2 separate regions of the Callithrix jacchus genome follow, and region 2 is linked to region 1. A link is a contact called in public Hi-C data. All regions are on one chromosome and are shown on one strand. Each heading gives the region's core, a stretch centred on a gene start, on an enhancer-like site or on the middle of the called end of the contact. The rest is flanking DNA. Distances are from core to core; before and after follow the strand shown.

What was found. A called contact is a pair of places that touch in the nucleus more often than the background predicts.
Region 2: a contact with region 1 is called in a Hi-C map of skeletal muscle, with 3 times the contacts expected there. The contact joins the promoter of TTBK2 here to the promoter of CDAN1 in region 1. A contact is called at or near these places in 2 of 3 Hi-C or Micro-C datasets (induced pluripotent stem cells and skeletal muscle).

Annotation. Positions count from the first base shown.
Region 1 is chr8:30,495,482-30,499,147 of calJac240_pri, forward strand. CDAN1 (codanin 1) reads right to left here and starts at 1,812. Exons shown (of 27, transcript XR_013520889.1): 1 at 1,701-1,812; 2 at 992-1,470; 3 at 556-762; 4 at 191-360; 5 at 1-54.
Region 2 is chr8:30,671,497-30,674,887 of calJac240_pri, forward strand. It overlaps TTBK2 (tau tubulin kinase 2), which reads right to left and starts at 1,469. Exons shown (of 14, transcript XM_078334051.1): 1 at 1,148-1,469.

The DNA.
Region 1 (3,666 bases), core at 562-3,061:
TGAGGAGCTGAAAGACGAAGAAAAGCTCCAAGAAGAGGTTTGGTACGAGGTTCTCTAGATAGATACAAAAAGAAATCCCATGGTATGGGGCACCATTCACAGCCAAGGCTCAGTTCCACGTGCCTTATCAATTCTCTTACCCAGCAATTCTACAAGTATCTCCACTCCATCTCCCTATGCTCTCACTCACCCGCAATGCACGAGGAGTAAACAAGGGCTACCAGCTCCAGGCGCTGGCGGGAAGACACTCTGGCAGGGTCCGCAAGTTCATCTGTGAGGCCTCCTGTCCAGTTGAGGAGGGGCGACCCCAATTCTGGGGTAGGACAGGTTGGGGTAGGTGACTGCTGCAGCTGCTTAGAGCTATAAGGATAAAGAAATTTCATCAGCAGTCAGCTTGGCTTCCCTGCCGCAGCCACACTCAGGTCCCTCCAGAGAAGATACCAACAGCCCAAGAGACAAACCCAGAGTCCCCAAGAGGGAAATCATTTTCAGGGAAAAGCCCTGAAGATCCCCACATGGAGGAAACCGACATCCCCAGGAGCGGCCAGGCCATACCGCTCCTTCCTGAGCATCTCCCGCTCCTCTTGCAGACTTCTGCACCCTGGGGGAAGGCCAAGGCCCCAAGGGCGAGTGTCCAGGGCTGAGGGTTGGGAACTGGGGACACAGCTGATTGGGGGTGAGGTGAAGCAGGTCTTGGGCTTGGAGAGTGACCGCTCTTCGCTCACCGGAGTTGGGTTGATCCTGCGAGAAGGCTTCGTCCTGCTGAGTAGCCACAGGTTTTTCTCAAATTCCTATCTTCAAACATCTCCCCTCCACCACCGCAACAGCTAGATCTCTTGCAAAAAAAAAAAAAAAAAAAACCCCACAAAAACCCTCACCATCACCCCCAACCTTCTAACCATCCTCGCGCTATACACTGCGGAGCGCCGAGCCCTGAATGACTGACTCCCCAGAGCCTTCGTATGAGAGCTGTATGAGAGCTGAGTCTCACCCTGTAGGGCCAGGGGGAACGGAGCCTACTGGAGGGAACTCCTCCAGGTTGCTGAGGTTTGGTGGATCAGAGAGCGTGAGGCTGGGGCGGCTGGGGCTGCCAGAGCCTCTAAGCCTCCGGCTCCCGGCTCCGGGCAGGCTCTCCACGCTGACCCCCTCCTCCAGGCTGCGGCCTCCACGCTCCCGGGCCGGCCCCGGGACCCGCCTCCTGCCCCCGCGGCGGGCCACAGGGGACTCGGCGGCGGTGCTCAAGGCCTCGGTCGGAGGGAAAAGCTGGCTGCGCGCCCCGCGGCTGCCCCGCGGCGGGCCTCCCGGCCTCCCTGGCAAGGCTGCCGAGGCGCCCGAGGCCTTGGCGGGGGTCGGAGGCCCCTGCGGGAGGACGCGGCTGCTCTGCTCCCTCAGGAAATTCAACAGGAACGGTACGAATTCTTTCCGCAGGGGCCGGAGTGAGCTCAGTGCGGCCGCCTCCCCGGGGTTATCCTAGGGCAGAAGCACAGGTCAAGGGGCGAGAGGGTCAGCCGCCGGCCAGGGGCCGTCAGCTGCCTGGGTCGCTGGGCGCGCCTCCGGTGGGCGGCCCAGGCAGCGGCGCCCAGTTGGAGTGCACTGGCCCGGCTGGTAGTCAGGCGTCCTAGAGGAAGGGAACTGGAGGGCTGGACTCCACCGCGGGAACCGGCTTCGGGTCAGGCTTGGGGGCGTGTCAGCGCTGTTACCTTCGAACCCTGGGTGCTGCGTGCGATCCACCGCACGACGGCTGCGACCGACACCTCTTCTCGCAGCAGCGACTCCAAAACCGCCGCCATCCCGGTCTGGGCGCTGTAGGGCGACTGCGCAGGCGCAGGCGCGCCAAGGGCGGCCAGGGATGGGCGGGGCCAGCGGCGGGGAACGACAGTTGGTTTCGCGGGGCAGGGAGGGGCAGGGCCAGCGGGGCGGGACGGAGCCGGCTATTGCCCAGCTCCGGTCAAGGCCTCGTTGGGTCCTCAGCCCCCGCCAACAGGCCGATTGTTGGGAGGTGAAGTGCAGCTCACAACCGGTGGTGAGGCCCGCCTTGGCTCCCTGTTCTGGCCCGATGAGCGATCTGAGGAAGGGATTCGAGCTGGGAGTGGGATTGCCGCGGAACAGACGCCCCTCTGAGGAGACGCAGAATCCGGGAGAGAGATAGGTGGAGGAGAACAGAGCCAGCCACCAGCCTATCTTCTGCTCTAAGCACATTCTTCCAAGAGTTTAAGTTTTCCAGGTCCAACTGGCACCACCCCAGAGAAATTATAAAGTTAATCTAATCTTTCATTTTGACGTTTTTCTCAAAAGCCAATTTTAAAATCCCTTGGCCGAGCAGTACTCATCGGCTTTTCAGCGCTCACCATCAGCTAATTGACCATTGAAGACAATTAATTACTTCTAGGAGGTTTTTAATAATCCCCAGGCCACAACCCTTAAAGTGCCTCCAGCCACCGTGCACACATAATTGCTTGTTTGTAGCTTTATTTACTTAAATGGATTTATATGAGGTTAATATTTCAACTACTTTGCAGTTTAGATGTCAGTAAGCATATGATTAGCTTCTGGGAGCTCAAGGTTTTGTTTTGCTTTTTTTTTTTTTTTTTTGAGACAGGGTCTTGCTCTGTTGCCCAGGCTGGAATGCAATGGCGTCAGCGAGGCTCACTGCAGCCTCCGCCTCCTGGGCTCAAGCCATCCTCCTGCCTCAGCCCCCGTAGGGGGCTATTTCCAGCTAATGTTTTGGCGGGGAGCGGGCGGCAGATCCAAAGTACTGGGATTACAGGCATAAGCCACCATGCCCAGCCTGAGTAATTCCTTAATCTCCTTTATTTAAAGAAACACGAGAGAGCATTTTAGATGTTGCTGCTCAGTGAGAAATCAAGTAAGGGAATCCAGGCAGACAAAAACAGATGGCACTATCATTCCAGGTGAAACCAAACCAAGGGCGGTGAGGCAGTGCCCTTGTGAATGCCTCCTGAGAGTTCCTCTGATTCAAAGGAAGGTTACAGGCAAAAAGATGAGGGTGGGGTGCAGGAATTTCTCTAGTGGTAGAAGGGTTGTTTCCTACGGAGAAGGAAAAAGTACCTCCAGCCAGAATAATGGACTAAAAGGGGGCTTTTTAGTATTTTAATTTTATTACAGGGAAACATCTCCTAATATCCTCAAACCCCGGTTTTCACCTGCAGGGACAATGAACACTTAGTTTCTATTCAGTACTGGGCTGCTTTTTTTTGGGAACCTCTGGATGTGGTACTGCATTTACAGTAACACTGTCTGCTCCCAGTTGATCTTGTAACCTCTGGTGTATTCAATAACTTTATTAAATTAGAAAAATAATAGTTCCACTTTTGAAATCCAAACCATCACACACATAGAACTAGATTTTGCATGCGGAATGAATATTTTATTACTAGGTTATAAAAATAAAATACAAAATAATTTTAAAACAGAACTTAAAACACTGTACAAAGCTTTAATATGATACAAATGGGAAAATTAAATAAATAATTACACTTTTATGTACAGGTGGCCTATACAAAAGCACTCCATGTTTCTGCCAATACTCTATGTCCTTGGTTGCCTGAGCAAAATTGTATAAAGGAGCTGCTCGTAGGGGAAAGGGACACAATAAAACACCTCTGGAGTTATTTCAAAGAGTAGTTTCTCATCTCTCTGATTTCA
Region 2 (3,391 bases), core at 219-2,718, 180 kb after region 1:
AAAAAAAAAAAGGAAAAAAGCAGCAATAATTAGCATTCAATTCCCTCGATAAGTTAAAATCACTTCCCCCTTCTACCCCCAAATGAACGTTATTCTATTCCATTTAGCCAAAAATACAGTCAACATATCTTTGTGGTATATTGTGGCAAATCAGAATTTAGATACCAATGCAACTGTTATCAATGGCTCAGAACCAAACATTGTAACAAAACACACTGAGTGGATCCTCCCTCTGTGTGTGTGTATGTGTGTCTACATGTGCCCATTCATGACCCTCCCCCCCCACAAACTCAGTTTCTACTGAATAACAAAACATCTTCACATTGTTAAAAGCGTATAATAAAACTGTCCTCTCTAATGTTCAAACAAAGAACAATTTCTAAAGCGATGGGAGAGAAGAGTTAATACCAGAATTGCTGCTACCCATCAACTTTAATTCAAAGCAAAGTACAACTCAATGTCATTTTTACCTCTACCGTAGCCCCGACGGAAACAAAATTAACTTCACTGTAGGATAAAGTATCCTGGCATTCCAATGGATTATTTACTTCTCTGACTTGACAGAACATATACGCGGGTCTTTTGTCCCTCCCACAGCATCCCAGGGTGTCAACATCATCTCTGTCAAAGCAAATGACAAGTAAATCCCTCAGGTCATTACTTCAGCACCCTAAAGTACAAGAAAGTCGCGGCCTTCACTGTCGTTACAACACAGCAAACAGATTCTACAGTTCCATGTTCCTTTCCATTATAGTTGGGGAGGCGGGGTGGGAAACAAGCGCTCAGATTTCCTAGGAATCCGTGTTCGGTGCTCGTACCAGAAGTGGCATGAATACAAGTGATATGTGGGTCACCCACAGAGACAGACGCAGAACGAAGCTCCATGACCCTCCAAGTTCAGTGAAGACACCCAAAGCCTCGGGCAAAGCTGGGCAACAGCCTCCGGGGAAATGGGACAGAACCAGAACGATCTCCGGGGTGAAGAGTGACGGGGTCTGGCAGAAGCCCGGAACTTGCAGCGACCTGAGAGTCGCCGGTACCCTTCCCCTCCTCAGCAGGCTCGGTCATTCGGCGAGGGGTGCGGCCAGAGGAGGGGGTCTGTACTAGGGGAGGGCGGCGCCCTGGGGGGTCGGGGGGTGTGTCCTACCTGGGCCGTGGCGGACGCGGGGGTTCTGGCGGAGGACTCTGGTCCAGCTTAGGACCGGGACCGGAGGGGATTAACCCTCGGCGGACGGGACCGCCACTGCCTGCCCATCCCCCGCCGCCGACTGCGGCGGGACCCGAGCGCGGCTTCCAGGGCCAGCCGGCTGGGTAGTCCCTTAGGGTACGGTCCGCGTTTACTGGCGGCGGCGGCTGCTACTGCCGGCTCCCCCCAGCCTCTGCTCTTGTGCCAGCACCTGTTCCCCCTCCTGCCGCCGCCGCCGCCGCCTGGTCCCCACCGCTCCCATCGCCGCTGCGGCGACTACTGCAGCGCCCGCTGACCCGACCCGACGTTATTCTCCCCCCTCGTAACCCGACACAGCCTAGCCCACCTGCCCTGCCAGCGCGCACGCCCACCTCTCCGCTACAGGTGCTGATTGGAGAGTGCTTTCCGAACTCGCAGCGTCGGTTGGCTAGCCCCATTGCCTATCAAAAAGGGGGCGGAGAATCGGGTAGAAACCGTCTCCGCCCCCCACCGGAGTATTGCCGCTATCTTCAGGTTTGCCTGAGAGGGCGAGTTACCGGGAAAGGAGCAGCATAATGGCAGTGCGCATGCGCATAGGAATTCTGGGCCTCGTAGTTCCAGCCATAGCCTCAACTCCCCGCCTGTCCCGAGGGGAGAAGTAGGGCTTCCTAGACAAGTAGTTGGCGCACAGAGGTGTTCTAGCTCGACAGTTAAATTGGTTATAGAGGCATGGTTGTGACCCCAGGGTTGGGCTTTTCGGAATAAAATCGGAAATGCTTTGTCACGATACGAAATTACATACTGAGGCAGTCGCGATGAAGGGCCCAAATGGTGAGGCCCTGCAAGCCTTAAGGATCCATCCTCTTCCTCAGCACCAGCGCTGCCAGGATCCTGCAAATTGGCGCAGTCCCCAGAACCGCCTAACATGAAGCGAATCATCTTTGTGGGACCCGGGAAGGGCCTTAGGTGTGACGAGGAAAGGAAATGGGCACTTCTATAAACGAATGTCAGCCTGGAGACCGTCGTGTCCTTACGACTTCACAACCCAAGAACAAGATTTCATTCCCTTTGTGAAACACCGCTAGCTAAAGATTCAATGAGTAGCCCCGATGCAGACTAGTAAGAAATGCTTAGCAAGAGTATACGGGAGGTCCATAAAGACTTTCAAAGAAAAGCGAGGAGGGAGGAGCAAGGACGCTGTGCAAAATATGTTTCTATTTAGTGTTGATTGTGTCAGCCGCTTTGGTGAAGGAAAACCTTAAGATTAAGCGCCTCTCCCATCTTTGCCCACCAATGTACAGTAGAATAAACCCATTAAAACGGCTAAACAGCTTTCCTAAGGTTATAAAACTAGTGACAAAACCAAAACTCAGATCTCTCATACACCCCCCACATCTTATGTCCTTTCTACTTAAGAATCACAGTGACCCCCAGGAGTTTGCCATGGATGGAAAGAATGCAATGAATTATGAACTTCGTTTTACTTTAAATCCTTTTCTTCACTCAAGTGGCATTGTCATTAAAGCTGATTAAGAATATAGAAAGGTAAATGATTAATCCTATATTCAGTCTTGGAACTGTTCCTGTAGAATCTGTTTCTTCTTGTTCAGGAAGTACCATAGCCTCTTGACATTCTTTGAAAAACAGCAGGTGTCTCTATTGTCTGTCATGTCCAGACCCTTAGAACAAAAGCAGGACAAAATGTACATTAAAGGCAAGCGATGATGCAGGTCATCTTGTCCTGTGCAAACATAAAGATGTTGCCAAATCGTTTTTTATTTCTACTGATTAAAACCACAAGTTTCTTTTTCCACTACTATGTCTAATAGAATATTTCACTCATTTCAGAGTATTGGACAATCATGTAATTTGAATAAGAAAATATAAGGGTTTCTTTAAATATTTTTCTTTAAAGAAGTTTATAGGGACCAGGCACAGTGGCTAATATCTATAATCCCAGCACTTTGAGAGGCTGAGGTGGGAGGATCACTTGAGTCCAGGAGTTCAAGACCAGACTGAGCAACATAAGGAGACATAAGGAGATTCCTTCTCTACCAAAAAAAAAAAAATTATCATGGAAACATGGATTTAATTCTTTTTTTTAATTAGCTGGGCATTGTGGCATGCCTCTGTAGTCTTAGCTATTTGGGAGGCTGAGGTAGGAGGATCAGTCGAACCAAGGAGAGTTGAAGACCAGCCTAGGCAACATAGCAAGACCTTGTCTCT